Regions from separate parts of the Mus musculus genome. Here all the other regions are linked to region 1. A link is a contact called in public ChIA-PET and Hi-C data. All regions are on one chromosome and are shown on one strand. Each heading gives the region's core, a stretch centred on a gene start, on an enhancer-like site or on the middle of the called end of the contact. The rest is flanking DNA. Distances are from core to core; before and after follow the strand shown.

Region 1 (2,915 bases), core at 230-2,729:
AACCACCGATTTGGTTAAGAGTCTGTGCCGCCATATTGAAGGTTGGGCCGAAGGCTAAGCTCATTCCTTTTATAATGGATAAAAAAATGAAATATTCTCATCATAATGTGCCATATTCCTTCCAACTCCCCACATCACAAAACCATACACACTTTTTAATCAACTCCTTCAAGCAGCTGGTGATATGCAGGCATGCCTTACTATTATTGCTAAGATAGGCCCCACCTATCTTCTCCTTTTATCTGGATGAGCTGTGAAAGGAACCAGGGTGTGCTCAGGAAAGTTACAAGAAGGTTGAGTTCCTGTGTGAACAATTTGAAATACTCTTTCTTATCACATGTAGGTCTCAGGGGGCAGGATACATGTGTGTATGTGTGCATATGTGCCTGTGTGCATATGGGGGCTAGAGTTGATGCTGTGTGTTTTCTTCGATTGCTTTCCACCTTGTGTAGTGAGGTAGAATCTCTCATTGAACTCAGAGCTGGCTGATTTGGCTGGTCTAGCTAGCCAGTTTGCCCTCAGGATCTCTTGTCTCCATCTCCCAAGCACTTGGTTTACTGGTGGGAGACCGTGCTCTCTTGTCAATTATGTAACTTTTCTGGCTCTGAACTTGGGTCCTTATACTTCAGTGTCAAACACTTTGCTCACTGAGCCATTTCCATAGCCCATACAAATGCTTCCTATGGGAAAACAGAACAAATGAAAGGGAGCGCTCACGCTGTAGACTTGTTCATCCAACCGAGGTGCCAATGGGAACCTGTCAAAGCTGAGGCTAAATCTTTTCTTTTCTCTGTCCCTGTCTTTCTGTCTCTCTGTCTCTGTCTGTCTGTCTGTCTGTCTCTCTGCCTCTCCTGTCTCTGTCTGTATCTCTGTCTGTCTCTCTGTCTCTGTCTTTCTCTCTGTCTGTCAAGGTTTCTCTATGTAACCCTGGCTGTCCTGGAACTCTATGTAGACCAGGCTGGCCTTGAACTCACTCGCCTCTGCCTCCCAGAGTGCTGGGATTAAAGACTTTTGCCACCACACCTAGCTTCAGCCAGTTTTTAAAACAGATCTTTAGATTCTCCCCTAATCCCAAACCAAGTCTTTAGAGTCAGTCCTAAATCAGAGGGCCAAACATCCTAGTTTGGATATTCATGATCCTAGAAGTCGATTTTCCCTGTACCACTATGAGCCCTCCAGTAAGTAAAATTTCTTCTTGTATGGTCCTTTATTCCAGTATCAGCACAGGGAAGACAGTTTAAGTTGACTACTATGAAGGCCCCTTTTACCGAAATTCTGTGATTTCTTCAAAGTGTTTTCTAGACACACCCACAGCGTAGGTATAAGGAAGTGCTAACACTTCAGATCTGGATACAGAGCTCTGAAGTTTCTTATGTAGGCCACTGGGTTGTCATTCACACACTCTTGAGGTTTTCAGAACAGGAAATTAGGTGGGGTAAACTTTGCCTGTGAGAAACGTCACAGGCCAACAACTATGCTTTCAGTTGAAAGATGTGTTACCGTGAGTGGAACAGAGCTGAAGAACCAAGGCTTCTGTGTATGGCCAGCAAGCAGGGTCGCCATGATCCTGTCCTCTTGTGAGTAAGATGGGCTTTACCATTTAATGTCACAGCGTGTTTATGGGTGTGTTGCCTACTGGTGACCCCTAGGAGTGGGTTTTGCTAAAACAAGGAATTTGTGAAATCCTAAAGATGATTTCTTCAGATGTAGTGACAGGATTTTGTGGCTTAGTTAAATGTCCACTGCCTCTTGATAAAATTATATACTTGAGAATTGAGAATACAGATGACAATAGCAAAAAAAAAAAAAGTTGTGTACTTAGCATGTGTGGAAATTCGGTCAGTGTGATGGGATATGTTTGTTTTTTGAATGATAATGAACTCAGAGTTGAGGGTGAAGAGATCAGACTTTTCTGGTTTAGCCTCAGCTTTGACAGGTTCCCATTGGCACCTCGGTTGGATGAACAAGTCTACAGTGTGAGCGCTCCCTTTCTGCCTCCTCCTATAGCCGTCACAAGTAAACAGTGGGCAAAGCTGGCAAGCACATCAACTAATCTGAGAGTTGCTTTGAAAGACTTCAAGACGATTTTTGGAAGCACTCCACAGTTAAGACTCAAGAGAGGCTAATTATGTATAGGGGTTTAGGAAAGGAAAAAAAAAAGACGATCTCTGATTTTAATTCTAGATGCCCTGGGAATCAAACATCAGTAGAACTTAGTCATTCTAGATTAGGCCAGAATTCTGATTTATTTTTAGCTGGCAGTAGGAAAAAACTGACCGAATTTTACATATCTCTTTAAGCCACAGCACGTTATTAGGACCTCCAGACATTGGTAGGATTTATAAAAATAATCAAATGCTATTTTTGTTGTGCCTTCCTGAATATGATTTACAGTTTGATTCACTAAGAACAAAACAAGACAATAACAACAACAACAGCAACAGCAACAAAAAGGTTTCTTGTTATCAGAAATAGGCCAAGCAGCTCAAGACAGAAAAAGATACAAAGAATTGTCACGAGTCCCCACCTCCCCAAGGGCAGAATAATGTTGAGCAGATGCAGAATATGGACTTTTAAAGGCTTTGATTGTTTCTCATGAGATCAGAACCAGGGGAAGGAAGGCCATGTGTTATGACAGGAAAGGCTCAGCTACGTGTAAGGCAAGTAGATGCAGAGGCTGTCTAGGGATGAAGTGGGAGACTACTTATCTATGGGGTCTTAGATTTCCCCGTGGCCTGGGGGGGGAGGAATGGTTTTAATGCAATGTCCCTGTACCATCCAGTGTCTGTCTGTCTGTCTGTCTGTCTGTGTCCTTCTGCCATGAGCCATAGCTAAACCACTCCATTTTCTTCTGCGTGAAATAATGAGTATTCGCCATTGACAAGGCACCACCAAGTGCCCTCCAGGGTGTTTTA
Region 2 (2,915 bases), core at 152-2,651, 570 kb after region 1:
TGTTTTAAAGTAGAAGGAAAGAAAAGTCAGAAAGGTAAGTGTAAGAAGAAAGCAGGAAGGCAAGGGGCATGAATATGAAAGGGGCGGGGCCAACAGAGCTGTGTTATCTTTTGGGTCAAGCAGGGCGTGGCTTCTCTCTAGTCCTAGATCTACCCAGAAGATCTCAAACACGCTAGCCAGTTCCTTAATCCCCGCAGTTTGGTTCAGTTCCCCTTCTCCTCTGCAGCTGTCTTTTGATAGGCATTGACTATTAACACAAAGTGAGTTTCGTTATTACTACGGGCTTTGATGGTTAGTCCCTGCAACTCCCTTGAGGATTTCTTGGGCTTTTCCTTGCTTTTTGTTCCTGATTATTAAAAAGAAAAAAAGAGGGGAGGGAACATGGGGTTTCTTCTAAAAAAAAAAAAAGAGCAGAGCTGGGGAGATGGCACAGTAGTTAAAGTGCTTGCTGCACAACTCTGAAAGCAAGAGGTTTAGATTCCTAGAACGCATGTACAGGTCAGGTAGGTGTGTCGGCCCACCTGTGATCTTGAGTAGCCATAAGGCAGAGATAGGGAACCTAGGAGCAGGCTGCCTAGCCAAGACCAGCCATATGGGCAAACTCTGTGTTCAAGAGAGAGACCTTGCCTCAATGAATAAGGTCGGAGAGTGATAGAAAAAGACTTCTGACCTTGACCTCCAGATGCAGGTGTGTATAGTTATACAAGCACCTCTGCACACCTGTGTACACACCACACACACACACACACACACACACACACACACACACACGGGAATGTAATAACTCGGGGCTACAGAGCTTCAGCCCCTAGCTACCTCAAACATGATTCAACTGGAGATTTGTTACAGGCCTGGTCTGCCCACTATGGCAGTAGTGTCCCTCTCCTCCTCCTCCTATCCTTCTCGTTCTCCTCCTCTCCCTCCTCCTTCTTCTTTAAAACCTTCAAAGTCTACCTAGGTTGAATCCTCACCTCTGTTTTTTGGTTTCTTTTCTTCTTTCTTTCTTTCTTTCTTTCTTTCTTTCTTTCTTTCTTTCTTTCTTTCTTTTTTTTTAACCAGGCCCCAACCTGGTGCCATAAAACCAGCTTCCCCGCCATCAACCCTTGTAAGAAACTATTACCCAGACAGTTATCAGGCTTCATTTCTTGACCTTATGAGCATCCCCCACCCACCATCCCCTGCTGCTACCAAAGCCTTGAGTGTGTAGATGAAGTATCTTCCAATACCTCTGCTCCGGACAACGGTACACAGCCACACAAACCTTGCCCTAGAGACCCTGGCCACCTCCCCATAAATACCCACCACCTCCATAAATGGAACCAGTTCTCCTAAGCTGTTCCTGGGTGTGTGCCTTGCCCTGGAACTCATCTCTGACAGAGATCCTGCGCTGCACTTAGCCACACCCAGCTGAGCTTCCTGTCTACACCCAGCCTTCAACCCAAAGGGGGAAGTGGACATGGGCAGCACACATACACATGAAGAATGAATAAAAAGATGAGTGCACGCCCATCCTTGTTCCTGGCTTAGCCTGAGATGATTTCCCTACATCTTCTGACTTCATTAATTTAGTTCAGTCTATAGGCTGAGTTTCCACACGTCCTTTTTTCCTACAAAGCATCTTCCATCACTTCCCTTTCACCTTCCTTTTGAATGCAACATTGCCCTCTCACCTCCTGTGCAGGGCACGCTTCTCCTCTCTGTCTTCAGATTTCCATTCCAGGCCCTGCTGAGCCCACAGCTGGGCTTCACTGTTGCCTACATTGTCCAGGAAAGCTGACAGGCACGGAAGCTGATAGTTCATGCCTTTAGTCCTAAGCTATGGCATGGTTGCCATGAGTTTGGAGTCAGAACAACTACATGCTGGGTTTAAGTGTAGACTGTGCTACAGAGGGGGATACTATCTAAAAACAAAATAAACCCAAAATGAAAGAAAGATTCCACATAGCACTGAGGGGTCTACTAACAACCCCTACACAACAAAAGGCCAGGATAATTCCATACAGGGCTCAGTGGTAGTCTTTTAAAAGAGTCCTTCACTCTCATCGCTAAAATACAAACCCAGCAGCAAGTTGTGAGATGCTAATAGAATACCATTTATAATTGACACAGCAATCAGTGCTATGGGAGTGTAGGAGGAAGGGGATGCATTCTGCCAACAGGATGTAGAGGTAGGCGCAGCAAACATTTAGTAAAGGATTTAAAAACAGAAGTGAGGACTCAACCTAAATAGACTTTTAAAGTCTTTTAAAGGAGAAGAAAGAAGAGGAGGAGGGAGAGACTTCAACGATAGTGGGCAGACCAGGACTGTAACAAACCGAAAAGCACTAGGTAATCAAGATACTTCAGTGCAAGAGAATTAAACTGAGGGCCTAAAATACTCCCTGGCAGTGAATGTAGCCAGGAAACCTGGCCGTGGTGGAGGGCTTGCACATAGTTAAGGCTGACTGCTAGGGTAAGAAAACCAGCAGGGATGGAACTCTACTAAACAATGCAGATTTGGGGCACCAGGCATGTTAGTGCATTACACTACAGCAGTCCACGGGGATCCTGAGCTGTGTCCCCGACTAGGGAGGCTGTGTTGGAGAATCCAGCCTGATGTAGTTTTGGTCTGACAAGTAAGGCCTGAATGAATGAATATACAGTGAAAGGAAGCAGCGCTGCTCTGCTCAATTAGTGGAATTGTTTCATCTAGCCAGGGTCTGCATGGAATGTAGTCTGCTGGGTGGAAGGCCAAGTTTCCTCTGGTGTATATTATTGGGACACTCATTTTTGGTAATGCAGCCATAGAAACTGAGAAGTGAAGGGACTGAGGTAGCAGAATAAACTCCATTTTGCTTTTAAGACTTCATTCTAAGTTAACTTGCCTTTAGAGAGGTATGCCCCCCCCTCCCCTTGAGGCCTGAGAAAAATAGCAA
Region 3 (2,915 bases), core at 171-2,670, 540 kb before region 1:
AATCAACAAATATTTACTGAACATTAAACATTTTTACAGTTAGTTGTATTTTACGTGCATGGTGCTTTGCTTGTATACACTAACATGCCTGGTGCCTGAGATCAGATGACACCTGATCCCCAGGAACTGGGAGTTCCAGATGGTTGTGATACTGTGATAGGACATGTGGGTACTGGAAACTCTGCAAGGGCCAGTGCTCTTACCTGCTGAGTTATCTCTTCAGGCCCCGACTTTTACATTTCAACTACCTGACATAAAAAAATAACTGAATGAAAAAGGGTCATAAACATATCTGAACTAATTATTCACATTCGACCCTTTGATTGAAAAACGGGTACATCAAAACAATGGAAAAAAATTCCCTTCTAAGGCTAGGTTATGTTATTTCACATTATTCTGTACCTTGACTCAAAAACAAAACAAAAACTACAACCATATCCAAATGATTAGGGAAAAACCTCAAGTCACTTCTAGGTTTCCAATTAAAACGAAACTGCATTGTATCCCCTAACTCAGCAGTCAAAAAATAATGACGTCACATTTTCTGCAGGTAGCTACGCTAATGGCAAACTTCCCTGTACCAGCCCAAGTAATCTTCAAACATCTTAAATAAATTTTAAAATCCAAGAGCAAATATATTCTTTCGCCTTCCTTTAAACTTAGACCTCAGCATTTCAGACAAAATAAGGAGTACGTCTTCGCTGAAACAAACGCATCGCAGTATGACTTACTGGATGCCAACAGCAAAGCACCTTTCTGTAATTCGTTTAGTCACTAAAATCATCACCTATTGCATACCTATATCCCTTCAAAGAAAAAGGTTTCAGAAAAGGTAAACTGAACTCTTGGACAGATGAAGCATTCAGAGGAAGCTTCTCAAACTGCAAAACCCTACCAAAAAAGAAAAAAAAAAAAAAAGAAAGAAAGAAAATCTCGTCCCCAGGGAGGCTGGAGGGCAGTGCGACCTGTCTGATCACTACAGCTCAAAGCTGTAATCATAAAGAACAAGGCTCAAGCGAGGCAGTAGCCGCGGACGCCAGCACTCCTGTCCCTGACCTGCCACCCCACCTCGGCCATCGCGGCTTTCCCCACCCCTCCATGCAGGTCTCCCGGTGCCCGAGTCACCGGCGCTGCAGCAGAGCCCAGGCCCGCAGTGCGACCGGACACCTCCGGGCAGGAAAATGGCGGCTGCGGGCGAGGGTGGGAGACTGGCGGAAAGCCGCGCCACCACACCCACCTCACGATGGAGGCGGCAACGCTGGGAGCAGGACCCGGGGTAGAGGCCGGGAGAGGACCCCAGAGACAGGCACAGCGGACAACGCGGGAAGCGGGGAGGGGAAAGAGGGCAGCTTCCAAGCGATCGCCAAGATGTCACCCACACACGAGCGCCAGCAGGCCGACACCCGGAAGCAGTACCCTTGACGGGAAATGACGTCAGGACAGCGCTGGGAAACAGCGGCGGGCCAGTTTCTCAATACTCACGGATGTCGATCACGCCCCGTCCAACTAGTCCCGCCCCTTTCACCGCCCCCCACCCCGCCCCAGGCCGCGGCGCTCCAGAGCTGCACTGCGGCTGCGCGAGTTAAGGCCTGCAGCTCAGCTCTGCCTCTAGGTTCGATGCTCTTGTGACATACCCCAGAGACTGTTCAGTGACAAGCCAGTAGGGACATTTTGGAACCCCTCCATCCTCAAGTCCCCTCCTTATCCCATGACTTTCCTTGGACTTCCCTAATTTTAAGATTTACAGAAATTTTCTTATGCTTTAAGCCTCTAGGCTAGGTAGTGAATTTTAAGCGTGAACTCTTAAGTTAACTGTCAGAACCTCCAGTCTAGTGTCCGATTGATTCTAACACTAGAGTCAGGATACACTCCAACTCGGAGACTCAGAATTTACTCATCTGAATAACAGAAATAATGTGTGTTTCACAGTTTTGGGTTAAAACAAGTCTGAAAAGGAGTTTAGGCTCTGGGGCTGTATTACCAGGAGACTATATTTTAATGCTAGGAGACCAACTTTTCGTCAGAGCTCAGGCTGCCACTCCTAACCACCAACTATTCATTTCTTACACTGATCCTAGGCATGTTTACTGAGTGCGTATACTGAACCAAGTCCTGAAAGTATATCGTTGATACCTCTGATAGCTCCAGCCCACGAAGTTATGAACTCCTATAATTGTCAGACTTCCCACCATTCCTCATTTCATATGTTTTTCACTGGTTCTATGGCATCCACGAACTTGTCTGTATGCTTATTTAAGAGAGAAAGTCATGTAAAACATGAATCCGGAGTCATGGCTAGACCTCTATGGCTCCTGAACCCCACACTAAGGACGAACTCAAACATAACTTGGGTGAGCTCCAAAGCCTTCCTGGAAGCTGATGCCCATCCAATGGAGAAAGGCGATAGGATTTGTTAACCATCTTAGACCCTTGCTATGGCACCAGGAACGTGGGGATCACCAGAAATCACGGAACTTTAAGCTCAGCTGTGAAAGCCTTGGGTTCCATCCTTGTGATCAGAGCAGCTGTGGTGTACCCACTGGAGACCCTCAAAAGATTGCTTCCACGAACATGCCCTCCTGAAGAGTCAAGAGCTCAGAGGCACATCCTTTTCTCAAAGGTACAAAATTGAGCATATATGCTTGGGAGAAAGATGTATTAAGAGGCATAGCTGGCAAGCTGCCCATGATTTGGAAAGTAACTTTAATTAAGCTCATTAGTTCACCAAGCATGACTTGATGGAATTATTCCTTCCATTTGCCATTGTTCTTTGAGAGGAATAGAGACATCCCTGGAAGAGTCTTTAACAAGCACTCTTTCAAATATCTTCATTGAGCAAATAGCCAAGGCGGTATCAGCCCAGCTTTACCTGTTAGATATTACTTTTGTTTTTCAGAAGTCACTTTATTTGTTTT

Evidence for each region. A called contact is a pair of places that touch in the nucleus more often than the background predicts. ChIA-PET counts read pairs in DNA pulled down with a chosen protein or histone mark.
Region 2: a Hi-C map of the G1E-ER4 cell line shows a contact between it and region 1, with 2.4 times the contacts expected there. The contact joins the enhancer-like site here to the promoter of Txk in region 1. A contact is called at or near these places in 6 of 39 promoter capture datasets (the 3T3-L1 cell line, the HPC-7 cell line, hippocampal neurons and 3 more), 1 of 15 datasets of contacts at CTCF or cohesin (large pre-B cells), 11 of 484 Hi-C or Micro-C datasets (the G1E-ER4 cell line, the MNK3 cell line, cerebellum and 5 more) and 5 of 115 datasets of contacts at active chromatin or transcription factors (T-cell acute lymphoblastic leukemia, astrocytes, large pre-B cells and 2 more).
Region 3: a contact with region 1 is called in an RNA polymerase II ChIA-PET map of memory CD8 T cells, with 50 read pairs. The contact joins the promoter of Ociad1 here to the promoter of Txk in region 1. A contact is called at or near these places in 1 of 484 Hi-C or Micro-C datasets (CD8 T cells), 1 of 115 datasets of contacts at active chromatin or transcription factors (memory CD8 T cells) and 1 of 9 other capture datasets (macrophages).

What each region holds. Positions count from the first base shown.
Region 1 is chr5:72,751,341-72,754,255 of GRCm38.p6, reverse strand. Txk (TXK tyrosine kinase) reads left to right here and starts at 1,479. Exons shown (of 15, transcript NM_001122754.2): 1 at 1,479-1,577. The coding sequence starts at 1,562.
Region 2 is chr5:72,181,452-72,184,366 of GRCm38.p6, reverse strand. No RefSeq gene overlaps it. Among named protein-coding and RNA genes, the nearest start is that of Commd8, 15 kb to the right of the region's middle. Within about 2 kb of position 1,401, at least 80 of the 459 cell types and tissues checked have an H3K27ac peak or open chromatin away from gene starts, as enhancers often do. A contact at or near this core is called in the G1E-ER4 cell line, the HPC-7 cell line, the MNK3 cell line and 2 more, where this site is marked.
Region 3 is chr5:73,291,299-73,294,213 of GRCm38.p6, reverse strand. Ociad1 (OCIA domain containing 1) reads right to left here and starts at 1,420. Exons shown (of 9, transcript NM_023429.4): 1 at 1,238-1,420.